Regions from separate parts of the Hordeum vulgare genome. Here regions 1 and 3 are each linked to region 2. A link is a contact called in public Hi-C data. All regions are on one chromosome and are shown on one strand. Each heading gives the region's core, a stretch centred on a gene start, on an enhancer-like site or on the middle of the called end of the contact. The rest is flanking DNA. Distances are from core to core; before and after follow the strand shown. Region 1 holds the start of LOC123401144 (UDP-N-acetylglucosamine transferase subunit ALG14 homolog). Region 2 has its middle 240 kb from the start of LOC123404511. Region 3 has its middle 93 kb from the start of LOC123401955.

What was found. A called contact is a pair of places that touch in the nucleus more often than the background predicts.
Region 1: a contact with region 2 is called in a Hi-C map of seedling, with 3 times the contacts expected there. The contact joins the promoter of LOC123401144 here to the enhancer-like site in region 2. A contact is called at or near these places in 2 of 6 Hi-C or Micro-C datasets (leaf and seedling).
Region 3: a contact with region 2 is called in a Hi-C map of seedling, with 5 times the contacts expected there. The contact joins two enhancer-like sites. A contact is called at or near these places in 2 of 6 Hi-C or Micro-C datasets (leaf and seedling).

Annotation. Positions count from the first base shown.
Region 1 is chr6H:452,279,136-452,282,369 of MorexV3_pseudomolecules_assembly, reverse strand. It overlaps LOC123401144 (UDP-N-acetylglucosamine transferase subunit ALG14 homolog), which reads left to right and starts at 1,763. Exons shown (of 5, transcript XM_045094875.1): 1 at 1,763-2,160. The coding sequence starts at 2,001.
Region 2 is chr6H:451,918,467-451,922,046 of MorexV3_pseudomolecules_assembly, reverse strand. No RefSeq gene overlaps it. Among protein-coding and RNA genes, the nearest start is that of LOC123404511, 240 kb to the right of the region's middle. Within about 2 kb of position 1,501, at least 1 of the 3 cell types and tissues checked has open chromatin away from gene starts, as enhancers often do. A contact at or near this core is called in seedling, where this site is marked.
Region 3 is chr6H:451,520,086-451,523,655 of MorexV3_pseudomolecules_assembly, reverse strand. No RefSeq gene overlaps it. Among protein-coding and RNA genes, the nearest start is that of LOC123401955, 93 kb to the right of the region's middle. Within about 2 kb of position 1,640, at least 3 of the 3 cell types and tissues checked have open chromatin away from gene starts, as enhancers often do. A contact at or near this core is called in seedling, where this site is marked.

The sequences.
Region 1 (3,234 bases), core at 514-3,013, 360 kb before region 2:
CACCCTATCATCCTTAGTCTAGTGGGCAAGTTGAGTTAAGCAATAGAGAAATAAAATTAATCCTGTAAAAGACCGTTAACATATCTAGAAAGAACTGATCTAAGAAATTGGATGATGCATCGTGGGCATATAGAACTGCTTATACAAATTCTATGGGTATGTTTCCATATAATATGGTTTACGGAAAAACATATAATTTACCTCCCGAACTAGACCATAAAGCTTATTGGACAATTAAAGAACTTAATTATGAGTTCAAGTTTGCCGGTAAAAAATGTTATTTGATATTCGGTCTCTTGATAAATGGAGAACACAAGCTTACGAAAATACCAAATTATTCAAAGAAAAAGTTTGCAGATGGCATGCCAATATTTTTTCAGAAACAATAATGTAATATAGGTGATCAAGATTTTATGTACAATTCTCATTTTGCACGCAAACTTCTTTCCAAATAGAAAGACATCTACATTGTTGAAGAAGAACAATGAAAAACAAAAAAAGCAACTAATGAACAAGAAACAATCAACGAAGGTTTTAAAAACGGATGAAAACCATAAAGAGGAACACAAGCATAAAGAAAGAAAGAAAGCACAAAGAATGGTTTAAAACAGCGTAAATGTAAGAGAAACAATGTAAACTAAAAAACACAAAGAAAAATAATGAAAGGTGAAGAAAAGAAACAAAGAATAAAAAAGAGAAATAGATAATAAAACTAATGAAAACCAAGAAAAACAAAAGAAACAATGAAAAACAAAAGAAAACAAAATCTATAATGAAAAAAAACCCAATAAAAACAGAAAGAACCGTAATAATATACTAAAGGAAAACTAGACCTAAAATGAACCTACAACAAACAGAAAAATTGCACTAAAAGGGCTGGCCAACTCTCTCTCGCCTATGGCTGTGTTTGGGAGAATGCATGAAATTTGCATGACCTCAAAAGTTTCCTTCTCGATTATTTTTTGGCTGTTTGATAGCCTGTTCGGGGCCTTCTTAGCATGCACGAACTCAACCCAAATACCCTCTTAGCATGTACGAAGAGAGAACACTCAAGCGTCGTTTGCTCGTGAGCATGTATGAGCGAAGCGAGCGATAATGTGTTTCAAAAAATGTTTAGAATATCAAAAATTAATTTTATTTTAGAAAATGTTCAGATTTACAAATTTGTCCATTTTTTTAAAATGACCAGATTTTCAAAATTTACAAAAATTGCCCAGATTTTCAAAAAAATATTTTTTTAAATGCAAAATTTGTTCAAAAATGATTGTAATTTCTAATTTTGAATTAAAAATAAAATCAGATTTTAACTTTTTGTTTAAATTTTCAAAAAGATAAGACTTTTAAATTTTGTTTAAATTCGAAAAAACTTTGAAATTTAAAAAAATGTTATTTTCTATATTTTATTTTTTCACATTTTTTAAATGTTTTATTCACTTATTTGAGAATCCGGTTGCTACAGTACCTATCTACATGTTTAAACAAATGCAAGCTACCAAACTGAATCTCAGCTTAACATGTCTCAATACATACACTACTATCAAATAACAATAAATGCATGTACTTAACGTGTCTATGCTCAACATGTATCAGAGAAAAACAACCATGCTAGGTTGGAAATGCTACCAAACACACTCTATAGAGCAAGACAACGTACCAGTCAAAAAAGAAAAGAGTCTCGCTACAGGCGAGAAATAGCCCACAGATGAAGCTTAATTGGGCTGGGCCACAATACGAGGCCTCTCCCCCGCGGCCGACTCGGCACCACTCCCCCCACCCACACCCCTCCAAGAAAAAAAGAAAAAAAACTCGTGTTCCCTCGGCCGACGCCGCCATCGGGGAGCCAGCCGGCGAGCATCCCCATCACAGTCCCCTGCCCTGCTCGGACGCCACGCGCGGTTGCCGGTGAGACTGGGGATCCAGCGCCCTCGCCGCCACCAGCTCCGCGCCGCTGTTGATCGGCACCACGCACACGCAGATCTCATACCCCGTCTCCGCCGCTTATGGAGATGGGGTTCGACGCCTTCGCGGCAGCGTGTTTTGCTATTCCAGTACTCGTATCCGTTCTCGCCGTCCGCGTCGCCTACGTGATTTGCCGCAGCGGCCTACCGCCGTCGAAGTCTCCTGCCTCCGGGCTGCGGTGTCTCATCGTCCTCGGGTCTGGTGAGTACATCCTGGCCTTCAAACTGAAATCGTCAATTTTACTACAGAGAACAATGTCCAAAGTGATGCCTTGAGTTCCACCGAGATGACAGGCATCAGTAAGTTCCAATGGGAATTGTTATCATGATCGACAATTACTCTCCTAACATTAGCGCAGTTGTGTTGGGGCGTCTAGATTTCTTATTGGCAAATGGTGTATCCGGCTTTGTAAGCAACTCCTGTGCCACCATTTTGTAACCTTGACGGAAATTTTGGGGATAACACATTGCAATCGTTGACCTAGGATAAATTCAGTCTATATTTCTCATGCGATACGGGTCATTCATACACAGATCAAACCATCTTTAAAAAACTAGGTTGTTTGCCAATTAGCTTGTATATTGTATTTATTTAGACATCTGGGAGTGTACTCCTTATGCAAGTCTAATGGATCACGCCATCCAATATGCCGCAACTGATTCTTGTCAGAGTTAAGAAATCACTTGTTGCTTTATAATTCACCACCTTATGTTCTCCACATGTTGTAGATTTCCTTTTTCTTTTTCTTGTATCTGGACACGATATTGTACTGAGGTTTGCAAGCTAAGAGCATCTCCAACGGCAGCCCAAAAAATCCACGCCCAATAAATTTTTAGCGCGCCACTGTAGCACTTTTAAAGCGCGGGGACAGAGCATCTCCAACAGACGCGAGCTAGTGCGGCGCCCAATCCAGCGGGCCCACCTGCAGCAGCCCAGAGTTTGCTGCGTGCGCAAGCCGGCGCACCAAATATAGTGCAAGGGGTAGCGTTTTTCAACGCGTGCCCAAAACTTTTTAGCGCGCGCACAATTTTACAGCCTCTGTTGGAGCTGTTAGGTGCCCAAAAAACGAATCTTTTAGCGCGCGGAGCACTTTTTGGGCGGTTGTTGGAGATTCTCTAAACATTCTACCTCCTCCCACTTCACTTGCAAATGATGCTGTTGTAGGCTTCTTGCCAATGTGCTGGTATCACTACCACCTGACCTCACCATGGGATACATTTCATTCCAAGTTTTTGTCTCTGCATAGTTTGCACCGGTCTATGTCTGGTTCTAGTG
Region 2 (3,580 bases), core at 252-2,751:
CCTATCATGTATACCATACTCTATTTTCCTCAGGAATGGTATACTCTAATACTTGTGTGTGTGAACAATTTTTTTCCTTTCCATTGGTTTGTTTGACATGACAATCACCTTTTCCTTCCCATTGGTAAGTTGGACCTTTCTTGAAGCTGAACTTATCTAAGCAGTGTTAATTCCCTGCTTAGGTAAAAACCTCGGTATACAACTCTGTCAGTAGCCACCGTTGGAGGAGAGCCTTTCCTATTGGTCCGCCTTGTTTGAGAGAGCACGAACATGGTTCTATTCGTCCCCCGGCCTTGGTACCGATGTTGTTGTCAACATAACTGACAAGTTATCCTCTCACATGTCTTGCCACCAAGACCGTACAAGTTGTCACCACTCTGCCTACTCTTGGCCCGCATGATGGACCCATAACCCAAAGTTCCACAGGATCGAAACCTGACTCTCCTGTACATCTATGATCGCAAGGTATCAATTGCACTTGGCTTCATGTGAAATCCCCGAGCCACCGTCCAATGGGACGATCTATTCTTGTGTGAGACGCAATATTTATTCCGTTGCTCTAAACCGCCCCTTTCATATATGTTTAGGCATCAAACGATTGCCTAATCTTTTGAAACATTTGTACCATCACATATTACTCTCAATAAATCCCGTGAATTATAGCTTGAGGAATAATTCATGTCCTCTTTTGTGAGTTCGTCGTGAGATGCCCTACCTTGTGTAGCCACGTTCTTCGAGAGTTATGTCCTGTATCGCATTTCGTAGGACGATGAAGATCCCGAGGGAGGATGGAGAATTCATCGGGTTGACCTAAGTCAAAGAATTGAAGACTTCAACGAAAGGGATAAATTTCTTAGGGAAGGACAAACAAGATCGAGAAGATTCGTTAGAATTACGTAAACAAACCTTCCCCTTACTTCTACCTCTTAATTTTCGGGACGAGAATTTCTTCTAGTGGTCGAGAGTTGTGACGCCCCGGTAGTTAAGCTACAGTAATCACACGCTGAATGTGCCATGTCATCAAGTTAAATAAGCCAAATTTCCATGTGATAAAATTAAAGTCAATTTCAAATTTAAAAATAAAATCAAATAAATAAATTCTTGAAACTCTAAAAGAAAAATCATGAATGGGTTAAAAATATGCATATGGTATTTATAAATTTGTAAACAACTTTTTACAAAGCATTTTAGTGACTCATAACATATAAAACAGAGGCCAAACTATTGTTTAATTACTTTTTCTGAATTATATAAATTTCAAAATTATTTGAATTGCCCCAAAACTTTTTCTAGCTGTGTGTAATATTGCAAAGTAAATATTGAGCCAAGATCCATAATTTACAAAGTCTTTTGTTGAGGAAGAAAAATGAAACAGTACAAATAAAGTAATAAAAAGATGAAAAGGAAATAAAGAAAAAGGAAAAAGGCTTCCCCATTCTCCCGGGGTCTTGGCCCATGTACTCCCTTGCAACCGGCTTAGCCTGCTCCTCTCTTCCCTAACCTCGCTACAGTACACAGGGGAGGGGATGATTGACAAGGCATTGGCCGGCCATGCGCAGGCCATCCCCCGGCCGACCTTCCCTACAAATCGCCGGCGGATGCCCCCTCGCAACCCTAGCCACATTCTCCCATCGCCTCCCTAGTCTCACCGTCGCCGCGGCGCCAAGCGCCCACGCTGGAAGCCGGCACCGTCGCCGTTCCGCCACCCCGTTGCCCTTGCCCTAGTGGTCGTCGCGCTCGTCCCCAGCCTCCTCCCCAGAGACATCCACCGAGCCTCGTCGCCCACCAATCTGCAACGCAGGTGAGGCCCATCCATTCCCCCCCTTTTCCCTTGCTTCCGTCATCGTCGTACCCGTGTCCCAAAGACCCAAACCTCGTTGTGCCGGCGCTCGTGCTATGCGCCTATGCCCCACCGCTCGTGCAGAAACCTGCTGCTCGCCTCGCTGCGCGCTGGCTGCGGCTGCCCCTGCAACGCCATTGCGGTCGTCGCGCGCTCGCGTCCGCGTTCCGGCCGCCGCACCCGAGCTCACGGCATGCTTGCGGTCGCCGTGCCCCTAGCCGTATCTGCGTGCGTCCCGTCATTGCGTGCTGCTCCCCTGAGCCGTTCGCGTGCGCGACCGCTGCCGTGCGCTGAGCTGCCGCTCCTATCGTTGCTCTGCTGCTGCACCACTGCATGTGATGTTGCTACCCCGCGGCTGCTTGCACTTCCTGCCGCTGCCCGTTGTCGCGTCCGGCTATGCTCCCCCGCGTGCGCTTGTCCGCGCGTGGCCACGCCCACGCTCGCCACTGATGTGCTGCTCTGCCTGCTGCTGTTTTGCACAGCTGCAGTGTGCTGCTACGCTGCGGTGTGCTGAAGCTGCTGTGGCTCCTTGGTGCTGCCGCTGACCCTGGCCGCTGCTACTGATGCTGCTGCATACTATCGTCGTCGTCGCTGCTGGTTGTGTTGCTGCCACTGCAAGTGCTAGCTACTAATGTTTGCTATCGCAGCTGCCCTGCTGCTCACTACTGGTGATGTTGCTTGCTCATGTCGCTGCCGTTTGCTTCTCCATGCCGGTTGCTGATGCCTAAGTAGCTGCTACGGCCGATGCGTATTGCTGCCATTGCTACTGCCTAGCTAGCCATTGCTGCTGGCCATGGACAAGGCCATGGCAGGTGTGCGTGAGTGTGTTCTGTGAGTGTGTTTGAGTGTGTGTGTACATCCACGGCTGGCTATGCGACCGGCCGATCGTGAGCTAATTAGTTTAGGTTAGACTAGCAAAAGAGTCTGTGCGTTGCAATCGAGAGAAAAACAATTATAACCTCCAACCGTAATGATCATATTATGTCTTTAAGTTTTTAAGACATTTCTTGAAATGCATGAACATTTTTTGAATTAGCAAACACTTTTTTCAATTGCGCTCAAAAAATAATACACAAACTTGTTTTTCAAAATCATGGAATTTTATTATTTTCAGCAACATTGTTCTCAAAATTTTAAACATTTTTCTGAATATGCGAATATTTTTACAAAAATCCCGAGCATTTTTTGAACTCACAAACATTTTATGTTTTCTTCAAAAATTTATTTCAAATTCTAAGTTTTATAAATTGCAAAAGTTTTTCAAAGTTCTAAATTATTTAAATTAAAAAATAGGACAGAAAAATGAAAATAAAAAACGAGACTAAAACAGAGGCACGAACTGTTTAATTTTTTTACACAGACTTTTGTTTAAAATCATCGAATTTTTTATTTTATGGACATTTTCCCAAAATTTAAACATTTTTTTATATATGCAAACATTTTTCAAAACTACTGAGTAGTTTTTGAATTCTCAATTTTTTTTGTTTTTTCGAATATTTTATTTCGAAATTACCAGTTTCTTAAAATTGAGAAAAGTTATTTGAAGTTCTAAATTATTTAAAGTAGAAAAACAAAATGGAACGGAAAAGAAAAAATAAAAACTAAACTAAAAAAAAGGTGCCCACGCATGGGCCGGTCCAAACAGATGTGCTGCATCTTTTTCTAATGCCCAGAGCGTAATATAGGAGGCGCCTACATGGGCCGGCCCAGTGCGAAGATTTTTCTGTTTGAAACGTTTTC
Region 3 (3,570 bases), core at 391-2,890, 400 kb after region 2:
ACACATAGTAGCACACCCGAAAGTAAGAGGCCACCAAATCCTATATCCGTTCAGAGTTTTCTTTTTGACCGATGGGAGAATATCATACGAAAACCAACATTCGATGAAAATCGTTGAAAATCATATGAAAAATACATTTTGAAGTTTCAAAAAAAGTAAAAAAATATGAAATGCTAAAAGGATGACGTTTTATAGCCACGCAAAATTTCAAATTGATACAGATTACGGGATACGAGCTATGAAAAAGATCAAATCAGCTTTGAATAGTGCCAAATAGTATTGTCACTATTTAGGCTGAAATTTATCTTTTTCATAGCTCACATGTGGTGATGTGTTTCAACTTGATACTTTCTGTGACAATAAAACATCATCCTCTTAACATTTCATGTTTGTTTCAGATTTTTTCAAAACTTAAAATATGGTTTTCACAAAGTTTTTATTGAATATTGGTTTTCTAATGATATTCTCCCTTGCCTGATTTGCGCAGCTAAGAGGTCAAATTTCTATGATGATCCCCCAAAGTTTAGTACCTGCAGAGATTCTAAAACGTCTTACTGCACATATGCTGTTCTGGGACCGCAACACGGCAAGACTACCTAATTCCTCAGAATTCACTGTCACTGTAAAAAAAAAAACTAATTCCTCAGAATTCCTCAAAAGAAAAAAAAAGAAAAAAACACGATTGCTGAGAACGCTATACTTCACGGTTCCTGCTCGGGAAACGAATCTCTTCATCTAGGGATGAAATTTCACACTATTGCTATCCGGAAAAAAGAAAAAAAAACGTAACGTTATCAAATCTGTTAGCAAACATGAACTCAAAAAGGCTAAAAAGTTGATGGCAACGTTCGGGGGTAGAATATGCTTAGCTTTTTCAGAGGCATAACTTTCACGTCGACTGATTATGCATTTATGCTCCGTAGGCGGTCTGATTTTTTTTAGCTATCCCTCCCAGCAACTTTAGGCCTACGGTAGTCAGCCTGACAGCAATTGCTCGGCTTTGCTGGGAGCGTACTGTCCGACGTGGTTCAATAATGCTTGGTAGTTGAAGCATAGGTTCCTTTGCTATCAGCCCATAGAGAATGTGTTATCCTTGTGGTTGTATTCGATTTCACTTCCTGCTGCTTAAAGCAATCAGGGCCGCCATGTTGAATTTATTTATTTTTTTGACGTGCAAGGCAGGTGCACAGCTAATTTTATTAAAAGAGAAGAAACAAAAACAGAGTGGTTCGGTTTATATGAGAAACTAGACCGAGAACTATACATCAAACGATTGATCAAGGGACAATTGTGCAAACACCCACAACCATGTCGACATCAGCCTACTTAAACTTCATCATCAACATGCCCACAACCCGAAGATGTATGGGTGAACTCTTCGACGTCTTCAAAATGGGTAAATTAAGAGAAGATGGCTGGCTCAAGTGTGCGTCTCTGCAGCTTTAACTGTGGATCGAATCCGATCACTGCCACGCGGAGCGCCTCTGCCTATTCTGCACTACCTGCAACTACATTGCCTTCGCTTCAAGCATACTGCCATGGCTGCTTTCTGCTCTCCACGCTCTTCTTAGAGAGACACCATCTGTACTCCTCCTCGGTTTTCAGCTGTCATTGAACCCATAATTTGCATTATCCATCCGATGCCATTTTGCTCTCAGACAGTAGAAGATACCGGTAGCTTCCGAACAGACGTAGCCATGTGAAAGTGACACATAGCTCCACATTTTCTCTTTTTCATAGTGCATCGATGCCTTTGCTTATTTTATTGTGCAAAGTGAGGTCCAGCGAGTGGATCCACCCCTTTAACACCTCATTAAGGCCAAGGAAAGTCCAAACTCAGTTGCCCTTGTCCATGCTTTTCCTTTTCCAGAAAGGTGGTGATTTGGTTATCCCACTCGTCATGTATCCGATCACTGTGTTCTCATCGTTGCCATGATGCTGTTAGTTTATTGGCCAATCACTAAAAAAGTTGTTCAACGTAAAATGAACCTTGTATCACGCTCCTGACTAATTCCTTCACCTTTGCCGCCCTTGTTGTTTTTTCACGTCTGAAGTCTTGTATTACATAGTCATGCGGACAAATTTATTATTTTGACCCTTTTTCTTAACCTAAGCACGATATAACCTTATGTATAAAAAAAAATCGGATCTAATCCTTTTTCTACCGTCGTCATCTTTGACGGTAGGGTAGCACATCCTACCGTCAAGGCCTTTGACGGTAAGACTTACCTATGCCGTCACTTTTATTTTATACGAAAAAGACCCTACCGTCATGGTCTGTGAAAGTAGGATGTGTAACCCTACCGCCATAGTTTCTGGCGGTAGGGACCTGCATGTAAATGTCATCTTATTATAATTGCACGCAGGTTTCTGAGAGAGTCCGGGATTAAGGGGTCCTCGGTCCGCTTACTTATTTTGATGGGCCGAACTCATGGGATGTCTTGTAATTAATAGTAGAACCCGAATTATGAGATGTACTGTGTCCGAAACAGACTTTTTCGAAGACTTGGTATGCGCTCCAAGAAAAGACGATAATCGACACGTTTCCTTCTTTTTCTAATCGATATCGTGTAACCCTAATACCCTGGTATCTATATAAACTAGAGAGCCTTAGCTCATAGGACAAGTTAAGATCATTACTTCTAAGGTTTTAGATCACAACATACGATCTTGAGGTAGATTAACTCTGTACTCGATACTCCATCCTCAATATAAACAAGAACGGGACATAGGATTTTACCTTCATCAAGAGGGCCCGAACCTGGGTAAACATCTTCTCCTTCGTCTCCTGTTACCATCAAACCAAGATCCACAGTTCGAGACCCACTATCCGAGTTCTGTCGGTTTTGACACCGACAGTCCCTACCGCCACAGACTATGGCGGTAGGGTCTATTTTCGCGATAAACGGACATGACAGTTTAAGTAAGTCCTACTGCCAAAGGCCTTGGCGGTAGGATGTGCTACCCTACCGTCAAAGACGATGATGATAGAAAAAGGGTCAAATCCAAAATTATTTTACACATAGAATTAAATCGTGCTAAACTAACAAAAAAGATCAAAACAGTGAAATTACCTCGCCATGCTCAACTTTTATCAGTTTAATCTGGAGGCAGAGTGGCACCACAGCTCCCCAATCCAAAGATATTATTACTGCAGTGCTGTGTAACCGTTTTCAGAAAGTGTAGGTGAACAAGATCACACTATAAATGTACAGCGTCCTTGCCCATACTTAGAATCATTTGTTTGTGGCATAAATATATTCAAGTTCACTGTAGCCACCGTGTTGTTTTGTAGCGTAGGCCATTTGCAGAAACAGGACCATCTGTAACTTGTGGCAAAATTGACAAAAATTATCCCTGAGGGAAAGAACTTACGGAGTGACCCTTCGGGGAAAATATGTCACCCGGCTGACCCATTTGTGTGGCGCCCGATACCTAGGCGCCACACTACACTGTGTGACGCCTAGCCGTTCGGCGCCACACCCTCCGACCACCTGGCAGAGAGGGCCCACCCCCAGACCATGTGACGCCTAAGCCTCAGACGTCACACATTGTAATGTGTGGCGCCGA